Linked DNA regions of Zea mays: region 1 is linked to region 2. Evidence: chromatin contacts called from public Hi-C data. All regions are on one chromosome and are shown on one strand. Each heading gives the region's core, a stretch centred on a gene start, on an enhancer-like site or on the middle of the called end of the contact. The rest is flanking DNA. Distances are from core to core; before and after follow the strand shown. Region 1 holds the start of LOC100382068. Region 2 holds the start of LOC103639093.

Region 1 (5,997 bases), core at 1,536-4,035, 970 kb before region 2:
CATTCGCATGAATAAATCAACTTTTGAGAACCAGTGGCACAAACCTTCAGCTTGCCATTGCTACAATGCATTTTCCCAATCCAAGTATCCAACTATTGTAGATAAAACAAGTAATAAACTTATATCCCCAACACACAAAATGAATTTATATATTACGCCACCCTGCATACATATTATTGAGATGGTTAGTCATATATATGGGGTTTCAAGAACCCACATATGGCCTTGCACTACAAGTAAAAGATGTAACAGCCTGGAACTATGAAGATTTCAACCAAAATCAAATTATCCAAACATCAGAACTAGGTTTCTGTTACAAATATTCATGAACGGATTTCTTTGAGTGTGCAAACAGAATTCCAAGAAAAATTTCTTAGTAAAATAAAGGGAGGGGGGCAAGGAAATAGAGTACAGAAAAGTAAAAATAGTCATACATGGGCAATATCAAAACCCAAATTGAAACAACAAAGCTATGTATTGACAACTAATCAATCGAAGGGGCATAAACTTTTCATGAAATTTGATATCACTAATCTATGCAGCCTGGAACGCTCCTTAAAATAAAATGTGGGGTATGAGCGTATTTACCGTAGTCCCTGAAGCTCGAATCACTCCTTAACATTAAAAGGTCTTGTAAGAGCATCCTACCTATTGTGCTGAACCTGGTGGTATGTTGCTGCTGCCACCACCCAACCCTGCTTTCTGCCCCAATTCTGCCAGTTGGTGAATAAACTCGGCCCCACTAAGAATTTCTGTTGCACCATATATAACATGTTTGGAAGGCTGTGAGCGTTGCTTTAGCTCTATCAAGCTCTTGTACTCAATGTAATTTCCACCACCGATCATGAAAACAACGGCTTCTCTGAAGGGTCCTTTAAACTGCCCACTAGTTCCTGACCTAGGAGCCCGTGGATCAAACAAAAGGTAGTCATCCACCTCTGGGTTTGGTTTCCCTTCCATAAGAGCTTCAACTGTTCTTGTCAAGGCCAGCTGCCTACTATCTGACAAGAGATTCTTCACAGCGCCAATGGACTGCCCATACAGCTTCTCTGCCCAATCGACGATGTTGCTCTTAGTTGCTGTGCCTGAGGCAGCTGCAAATTGGGTATTCAATAATGCCTTTATCCTCTTCACATACTGAAATGCAGACATGTCAACTTCCGATTCCCGCAGAGCGGCCTCAACCTGCTCCAGCTCAGATGATGGTGGTGTCGCAAAGGACAGCAGGTAGGTCACAGCTAGCCGAAGCTTATCTTCCTTGGTACCCTTCCCTCTGATGAGACTCAGCAGTGTATTCCGGTCGACAGTGCCACTCACAAGCATATCATTTTCACAGCTGCAGTATCCATCCAGAGACCTCTCCTTGATATGCCCAAGCAAAGATGTTGCAATATTGGTGTGCTTATCAATCATATTCTTCCGCTCTGTCAGTTCTGGCAGTGAGTTCACCGCATTCATGAGATGCTTAGTGTTGCCAATTAGATCAGTACCATCAAACTCAACCCCAACCTTGCCACCACCAGTATGCTGGTTCACCTCATCCACATCCTGCTTGTACTTGGCAAGCTGCGCTTCGATTTCCTCAGCAACTTTGGGGAATGGAGACCAGCTGTTTGCCACCCAGAATTTATCAGAGTCATCCAATTCGTACTTCTCTGCCGGCAACTTCAGCTTGTTCTGCTTCAAGCCAAGCACGTCGTGCACCAATGGGCGGTAGCTCCAGTCGTGCTGCACCCCTACAGACAGCTCGAAATTCCTGTCGAAGAGGCACAGCACAGGGCGCTGGAATGACGTGACAGCGGCAGATGCAGCCTCCGTGAAGAGGTTGGGCTTGGCGAGTAGGTGATCGCGGAGCCGGGCGTCGAGGGCGCCGGCCACCATCTCCGCTGGCCCGCCGCGCGCACAACTGATGACAGGCACAACACCGAGCGTGGCGACTACGCAGAAGAGGCCCAGCGCGACGGCGTCGACGAGGGCAGTGATGTCGGCGTCGGCAGCGGCGGGGTCGTTGAGTGCGACGTAGGCCCGGGGCTGCGCTAGCGAAAAGAGGTCATCCTCGATGCAGACGAAGTCGATGTACTGGTCAGCAACGCGCGCCACGCGGCCCGCACACGCGGGCGGAGCGGCGGCGCAGGCGGTTGCGAGGCGCTCCAGCAGGGGTCGCGGGACGGAGGTGGAGAAGTTGACGTGGAAAGACCCGTAGAGCCCCGCGGCGGCGTCGGCCGCTACTCGGTCCACGTTCCCGGGGGTGGGCCGGACGAAGTAGACGGCCGGCGCATCGGGCACCGCCTGCCGCGGACGATCGATGGCGAGGGTGAGGGTGACACCTTGGTGGCGGAGGTCGCCGAGCTTGAGCACAGGCGAGAGGATGGAGATACAGGGCGGATCCATAACCAGGATCTTGTACGCATCGTCCTCTCCCTGTCCCTCGCCGCCGTTCGGCAACTGCTGCTGGTTCAGGTGCAGCATCCGCACGATAACATCTGGATCAGAGGCAGTGAGCGGGATTAGAGCCTGTACAGACACGGACAATGGAGTCAGGGACTTGGGGCTTACCGAGCTGCTTGCGACGGAGGCTGAGCGTCATGGCGGTCCTCCGGTGTCTCGCCGGCGTGGATCAGATCGGATCTGAAGGGGGCGCAAGGAATGGAAAACTGGAGCAGGGAGGCGCGTTGTGCGACTAAGATTGATTGTGGTCGGACCAACCATCCAATTGTAACCGTTGATTTCCTCGGCTGGATGCTTCGATGCAAAGAATCGCCAACTTCATCATTAACTACGTCTGTGCTCTTGCCACGGGGTGCAGTTATAGATGTCCAATAAGCACGAGGTCCGTGAGCCCGGCACGAAACCCGCTTTTTGGGCCCGGTCCGAGCCCGGCACGGCCCAGTTATATGCGGGCCCGGGTCGGCCCGGCACGAATAAGCGGGCCGGGCTCGGACAGGAAATTAGGCACGGTGGGCTAGCCCGGCACGGCCCGTTTAGCTCTAAGCCCGTTAAGCCCGCTTTTTTTACACTAAAACGTGCTTTTCGGCCCGCATAGCCTGCTTTTCGGCCCGTTTTTTCGAGCTAAACGGGCCGGCCCGGCCCGTTTAGGCCCGTTGCGGGCCGGGCTCGGACAAGAAATTGAGCCCGCGTGCTTAGCCGGCCCGGCCCGGTTTTTTAATCGTGCCTGGCGGGCCGGGCCTAAAACGGGCCGGGCTTCACCGGGCCCGGGCCGGACCGGGCCGGGCGGCCCGTTTGGACATCTCTAGGTGCAGTGGGAGAGGGACCGCTAGACTACAAACATAATTATTATTTATTTTTAAATATTATAGTACAAATGGTTTAATGGCTAGCTCTAAATTTTTAGAGTAAGATGGCGTGAATTCTAGTGTTCGTTTTGTAGTATTTTTTTGTACGTGTTGTACGGACGTTAGGCGTTAGGCGTAGGGAGAGTAAAGCCCCAGGGTAGCATGAGATGTCCATATTAGGTTTTTAATATAGTAACTAATATAGTAACTAGCGAGTGCTTCGCTACAATTTTTATATATCTATAAATAGGTATTGAAATATTTATTCAAATAAAATTATTATTATTTTTAAATATTAAGCTACATGTTACATGGTTAGCCTCACATTTCTAGAGCAAGGGGTTATGGGTTTCAGTGCTCGCTTTGCATTATTTTTTTATATACGCGGACGTGATCAGATGCTCCCACATTAGATTCTTAATTGAGTAGTATAGATATAGATATAGATTTTATGATGAATCGAGATACTTATTTCAATGTTAAAACTTTGTATTATTTTTTCTCCATTACAAATAAATAGGCATAGAATCTGCTATGCAAATTAAGAAAAGTAAATCTTAAATTTGTTCTATATCTTCATAGATATTAAATTCAGATACGGATGTGAATTCAAATCCGGATGATCTTTCTGTTATTGTTATTGTAGAGAGCCAATAATATACAAAACTAAAAATTAGCATCAAATTATATACATACCAATTTTAAAATATTAAATTTATCCTAAAATATATTGAATTATTGCGCTTGAAGTCGAGTGGCAAGAGTAGAAATTATTTTTTTGGTAAAATGGAATACATTGAATCATCCCTAAAAACAACTCCAATAGTTATGCATAATTATACTACCTAAATCCTAGATTTAAAAATTCTCAAATAATATATGTCGAGTACCCAGGAACCGGGTGCCCAAAGGAAGCACCAAAACCTCTTAAACGGCCCACTCGCAGACTGGTCGACCCTCTACTGAGCAACCCTGCGAGGCAGAGCGGACAACCAGGTCCTCGGCCAAGCAACCCTGCGCGGCGGAGCGGACGACCAGGTCCTTTGCCAAGCAACCTTGTGAGGCGGAGTAGCCGACCAACCTGCTGTCGAGTAACCCCATGAGGCGGGGCAGGTAGGCGATCCTCTACCGAGCAACCCTACGAGGCGGAGTAGCCGATAGCCCGTTATCAGGCAACCCAGCGAGGCAGGGCAGACGACCAACCCTCTGCCAGGCAACCCTGCGAGGCGGAGCGGACGACCAGGTTCTCAGCCGAGCAACCCCGTGAGGTGGAGCGGACGACTAAGTCCTCTACCAAGCATCCCTAGGGGCAGAGTAGCCAACCAACCTGCTGTCGAGCAACCCCACAAGGCGGGGTGGTGGTCGGTCCTCGGTCGAGCATCCCTGCGAGGCGGAGTAGCAGACCGACCCGCTGCCGAGCAACCTCGCGAGGCGGACGCGGCGACCAACCCTCTGCCAAGCAATGCTACGTGGCAAAGATGACGATCAGGTCCCATGCCGAGCAAACTTGTGAAGGGGAAGGGTCGATCTGATACTATTGAACCGCGTCAGCACGACAAGACGCGTCACCACCAAACCACATCCGCACCTCTAGTATGGTGCCAAAAGGTCCATGTCAAACACAATGGTACGCTCTAGTGTACAACCTCAGGTGTATCCCCGCTGACTTGTGGGGCCAGCCAACTCCAGTCATGGGGACCTCAGCACCGAAGTCTCTACAGTCACCCACATATTGGAAAGGATGGGATGATACACCATACTGAGTGTACACCTACACATGCTTAAAGATGACACAAGGTTCATGACGTAATACAAAGTCGTAACAAGGCCGACCTAGAACCCCCATGATAAGTCTAATCTATGGGACCCACTAGGTACCGCTATGTCAACATTGAACTTGCTGCAGGGACCCGTATGCGGACGGACGAGGCAGAACGTCATACTAGGAGTATGGCAGCGCATGACCATACATACGGTGTCAGGAGGACTACGTCACCCAAGGGCACCAGGCTGAGTGTCACACCCGGTTTTGGAAGGCAAACCAGATGCGAACCATGTACGTGCCAGAATCAGAAACTCACGTACACAACGATTACATAATTGGACATCATCACACATTGCTCAAAATGAACAACGGAAAGATACTTTATTTACATCAAGATGTCCAAGACATCCACAGAGTCTAATACATAGCCATAGTCATTAACATTATTATCAAAGTGCGGAAATACGTAACGTAGTAGATAAGGCCTACACAGACAGCTGACTGGGGGTTTGCCACTAAGAAAAACTAGAACTCGTCGTAGTCCTGGAACTCCTCAAAGTCCTCCATGTTGCCAGCATCTCCTCCTGATCACTGAGTACAGTGGGGACAACCTGGGGTGGGGTGGTTTGTAAAGCAAGGGTGAGTACACATCAACGTACTCAACAAATGTCCCGTTTGGCTAAAGTGGACTAGCTGTACGTGGGGTTAAGGTTAAGAAATTGCTTTTAGTTGGTCAAGTATTTATTACTACTAGTAAAGCCAAGTTTTAGTAGTAAACCCAGTTATTACCCAAATGTACTCCCTCCAAGAGGAAATACCAGAGGTCAAAATTATAACCATCATTAATAACCATCATCATAAAAGTAATCCAAATCTTCTAATCAAAGAGGATCCCAAGGCTGCTCTTAACCATGAGCTCGGCTGATATACCAGTTTCTA
Region 2 (5,264 bases), core at 821-3,320:
TGAGCGCCAACGCCCACGATCATCTTCTCGCGGAACAGCGAGCCGCCGCGGCCCTTGACGATGGAGACGATGAATTCGGCCCTCTTTCCACTGGTCTTCAGTGAAGCGGCCGTGTTGTGGCCGTAGTTGGTGCCGCGGTTGAGGACCCTCATCGAACACTTGGTGAGCGTGTCGAAGGGTACATCCTCCTCAATGCTTGAGGTAGTTGGTGCTGCACGGCGCGCTCGCAGATCGCCTGGCGCTCGTCCTGCCAGAACTGCGCCACGAAGTAGCAGATGTAGGGGAAAGGGATGTCGGCGACCACCCACCCCTCGAGGATGCCCAGGGTGAGCAGCTCCATCCGCGGAACGGACGCACGGTTGAACGTGAACTCGCACGTGTCCAACGGAAACTGCGACAACTCCGGAGCAGAGTGCTCCTCCAGCGTGTCCGCCAGCGACAAGCTCGCCACGGTGAGTAGCTGCAAACCCCATGCATGCTCCATCTGAACCCATCATCACCAGGGACGAAGTGGATCGACATAGGCGCCATGGCTGCTGGGTTGCGACCTCTGCTCCGGTCTCATCTCTAGGAAGTTCGTGCGTCGCCACAGCCTCCACCTTGTCGGCAATGGCACCGCCCGATTCCTGCTCGACACCTCCTTCTTCGTCCAGAGTTTGGCGTCGGCGGTGGTCGACGGACGCCATCAACCTATTGTCGGGTGCAGGGGCCCTGTTGGTGGCCTCACAGGTGGGCGTGAGGTAGGATTGCTCGGATCTGTCGTCGGAGGAGGAATTGCGTCCCCTTGCGGGCCGCTCGTTGCAACGGCCAGCAAGCGCTCTAGCACCGGCTCCCGCCATGGCCTCGTCGCGGTACGATTCGTAGACGATGGAAGGATGCGACGGAGGGTTCGCCACGTCGCGGAACGGCTCGTCCACCTCCTCAGCTTGCGGCTGCAGCAGCTTGGCGAAGCGCCAGTCGAGTCGAGCCTCGGCCGCGTCGCGGTACGACTCGTAGACGATGGAAGGATGCGACGGAGGGTTCGCCACGTCGCGGAACGGCTCGTCCACCTCCTCAGCTTGCGGCTGCGGCAGCTTGGCGAAGCGCCAGTCGAGTCGAGCCTCGGCCGCGTCGGCGAGCAGCACCGCCGCCGCGTCGACGGTGGAGGAAGTGTATGGACCGTAGTAGTCGCCACGGTTGGAAACGTAGTAGTCGCTGCGGTTGAGGACTCTCATCAAACACTTGGCGGGCGTGTCGACAGGTACCTCCTCCTCCTCCACTAGATCTGGGACAGCGCCCACGTCACCAAGCGCGCCTACGGCCGTATCGCCAAAAACTGGCTCTACGGGCCCTTCGCCGGTGTTGATGAAGAAGCTGTCGGCGTCCGCATCGTGTGGTGCGTCGGGGTCGGTGGAGGATGGACCGTACCAGTGGTCGGCGAACTCGGTGTTGACATTCGCGACCTCGCCATCAAATAATCCTCCCCAGTCGTCGGCGATGACGGATGGCGCTGTGCAGTACCGCTCGCCGTCATCGAAGCATCCGCCCCAGTTGTCGGCGATGACGACGGCCCCAACGGCCGCAGCCCGGGTGGACGGCGCGCGGGCAGATGCGTCGGAGGAGGGGTGGTTGACGCTGGGCGGGGTGGGCGGTTGGTCGATGTACGCGGCAGACGAGAAGCGTCGGTCCCAGCGAGTCTCCCACTCGTCGAACCTCCTATTAAACTCGTCGAGGATGAGCTTGACGTTGAGAGTCATGGCGTTGGCAAATTGAAGTCGAGGATCGAACGCCTCTGATACCACTTGTTAACAGCACTAGCCTCTTGAACTCAACTAATAACAGCAAGGTACTAGAATGGAAGAGAATCTGGGTACAAGAGAGATAAAGCTGGGGAAGATGAACAGACTAGAGAATGGAGGAAGATGAACAGACTAGAGAACAGAGGAAGATGAACAGTAAAGAGGTTCTCTGTTGATTCCTTGATATCCATCGCCTGTGCAGCTTCTCCATTTTATAGCACAGAATACCCCCACTTGCCTCCTTTCAAGGGCCCACATGACAGTGTACTGACACTGCATGCCACGGTTCTCGATTTATGAGTCAGGCTAGTTTGGGAATCACAAAATGGTTCTCGATTTATGAGTCGGGCTAGTTTGGAAACCACAAAATCGAAGTAAATTAGAGGCTAAAATTTTCTTATTGAAAATTAAATAAGGAGATTTTAGTCTCTCTAATCCCTTCTAATTTACGGGCGTCTAAACTAGTCCTTCATGTGGTTGTGGCAGAAGGAGTGGAGGAGAAGCTGCTGGAGTTGCCTTGAGTGTGCAGCCGGCCGCGGCACGACCGTAGTGTCCTCTACTGCCATGGTGATTAGATGGACTGAGAAACGGGAGCACGACATGTTAGGGCTGATTGTGTGGATATGGCTTAGGTTGTGTTTGGATCCACCCTAGTCTTTTAAAAATTGGTTTCTATATTTGGTTTCTAAAAACTACCTTTTGACAAAAACTAGCAGAAGGTGTTTGGATCACCTAGTTTCTTAAAAACTGGTTTTAGCTGGGGAGACCAGCTTCTTGGTTTTTAAGAAACTGATAAACTAGTTTTTAGAAACTAAATAAAAAACTGACCTATTTGGAGACCTTTCAGCTTTTAAAAACCAGTTTCTAAGAAACTAGGTGGATCCAAACAGGGCCTTAGTAGATTGAGGCCTTGTTCGTTTGTGCCGGATTGGTGGGTCGGAACAATTCCTAACCGGATCGCTTCTCTAATTTATATAAACTTTGATTAACTGGAACGGTTCCGGTGCAATCGGACACAAACAAACGAGGCCTGAGTAAGGATTAAGAAAAAGGTTTGGGAGGGATTAATGGATTGTATTGGGCTGGATTAAGCCCTAATCCTAGATTCACTCGTGGGCCTTATTAGACACTATAAATCTTGTATCCGAATAACAGAAAAGGGAATCGAATCATTAAAAGGATTAGCCACATACCTGTGTTCTTCCTCACCTCTGATGAGGTTTACCTGAGTAGATCCACCTAGATCAGGAGAAGAGAGCTCACACCTCGGTTGGTGATACCGTGGGCCAAGGGCCATAACAAGTAGTATCAAAGTCTTTGATCCCTGGAAGTCATCAAGACGATGCCAAATTTCAAACCATCTGCTCAAACCCGGTTAATGCTGGAGGCAATGGTGTCTATAGAGCAGCGAGGGGAGGAGAAGTGGGAGCAGATGATGAAGGTGCTGGACCATTTGGGGAAGAAGTTGGAAGGGGTGGAAGCTGGTCAACAATGTCTGGAAGGTCAAGCTGAACTTGCAGCAACGGTGGCAAAAAAGGCAGAGGAGGAACACACCATCCTGGCCAGCCAGATAGAGGAACCTGGTAAGGTGGTGGCGCGTTTATAGTTGGAGGTGATGGCTAGAGAGTTGGAAGAAATAGGCTCTAGGTCATTAGGAGGGGCCTGATCAGGGTGATCAAAAAGAGGAGAAAGAAGAGCAAATTCCAACTGGTTCAGAGATGTTGGAGATCAGGGTGCAGGAGGACATGGATAACCAGCACAACCCAAGTACTCTTTCCCCAAGTTCCAAGGGCGGATCCTAGAATTTGGTTAGAGAAATGTCAAGACTACTTCACCATCTACCAAGTTGTTAAGGCAGTTTGGGCAATATCTGCAGCCATGTACATGGAAGGCAATGTTGTGATGTGGCTACAAGTGCACAAGATGAAGCATGGATTGGGAAATTGGATGCAATTCTCTAGAGATGTCAATGCAAAATTTGGGGTGGAGGAGTATTCCCAAGTCGTGAGGCATCTCTTGAATTTATATCAGAATAATTAAGTGGAGGAGTATTCCTAGGAGTTTGAGGAAGCTAGGTATGCTACATCCATGCACAACCCTTAGTTGGATGATATCTTCTTTGTATCTCAATGGAAGGGGTTGAAGGGAGAGGTGCAGAGTCCAATCATGACTCATATGCCTCAATCTATGGACAAAGCAATTGTTCTTGCTCAAATACAACAAGAAGTGCTGGAGAAAGGAAGGGTGAAGTTGCAAAAAGGTCTGGCTGCTAACAAACCCATGGGAAATACTCTGAAACTTGACATCAGAACATGGCTCAATCCCAGTGAGTTGATCAAAGAAAGATAGATAAGGGAGTTTAGAAGGGCCAATGGACTTTGTTTCACTTGTGGTGAGAAATTTGAACCTGGCCATCAAGGTAAATGTTCAAAGAGAGTGATGCCTCAATTACATGCTTTAACTTTTTAGGATATGGGGAAGGTGTTTATTGATGCAATGTTGTAGTAACTGGATCAAGAGGACAAGGAGATTGAGGAGTTATACATGCTCTCTTTAAATGCCATTAATGAAAGTTCCCTATGCCCGGGAACAGGATCTGGATGTCGCCTAGAGGGGGGGGGGGGTGAATAGGTGAATAATAATTATCACTTTATAACTTGAAATTCTTACTCTACTCGAAGGCTGGATCACAGTGGAATGAAAGACCCTTCGAGTAGGTTGTAGCGGAATTGAAGTTCCTGTCTTAAAATACCCTGCACTTCGAAGACAGCTTGTACCACATATAAATATTGAAGTGCAAGTATAAACAACAAATAAGACAGAGAAACAACACACAACACAGAGCAGAGCACACATACACAGGGATTTATCCCGTGGTTCGGCCAAGCCTAAAATGCTTGCCTAGTCCTCGTTGGAGTTAGCCACACCTTGGCTTGGAGTCTATTTCAACTCCTTCCCCCGTTTGCTCAGATCTGTCAGTGCGACAGGTAGAGCCTTCCACTATGTTGATATCAGTTACAACGATGCCGTGGATGCTTACAATCTTCTCGACAGCACTCCGGCAGAGTAACAATGCGCTCAAGATATTGCTCTAGCTCTCAGCAGCACTTCCCTTCTCTCTAAAGGCTTATAACTTCGCCTCTACACAAACTAGAGAGATACATAAGAGAGGGAGAGAAAGAATTGATCCAAATGATGTATGGACTTGTTGGCTGCACTTGTGTTCTTGTTTGAGGCGCCTAGGGGTCCCTTTTATATCCCCAAAGGGCCTAGGAGCCGTTGGAGCTTCATTTGGAAGCTCCCAGCCTTCCCTGGTTGCGGGTGCACCGGACTGTCCGGTGGCGCATCGGACAGTGAACAATAACGGATCTGATTGGCAGTTTCCTTCCCTGGAAGAGGTAGCCGTTGGTGCACCGGACAGGTTACTATTCAATGTCCTGTGCACCAGACATGCTACTATTCACTGTCCTGTGCACCGGACAGGCT

The links. Hi-C and Micro-C count contacts between places; a contact is called where the count stands out from the background.
Region 1: a contact with region 2 is called in a Hi-C map of ear, with 5 times the contacts expected there. The contact joins the promoter of LOC100382068 here to the promoter of LOC103639093 in region 2. A contact is called at or near these places in 3 of 25 Hi-C or Micro-C datasets (ear, tassel and an unstated tissue).

Annotation. Positions count from the first base shown.
Region 1 is chr1:143,151,589-143,157,585 of Zm-B73-REFERENCE-NAM-5.0, reverse strand. It overlaps LOC100382068, which reads right to left and starts at 2,785. Exons shown (of 2, transcript NM_001366767.1): 1 at 2,557-2,785; 2 at 1-2,483. The coding sequence starts at 2,587. The coding sequence ends at 649.
Region 2 is chr1:142,184,946-142,190,209 of Zm-B73-REFERENCE-NAM-5.0, reverse strand. LOC103639093 reads right to left here and starts at 2,070. Exons shown (of 1, transcript XM_008661897.4): 1 at 1-2,070. The coding sequence starts at 1,736.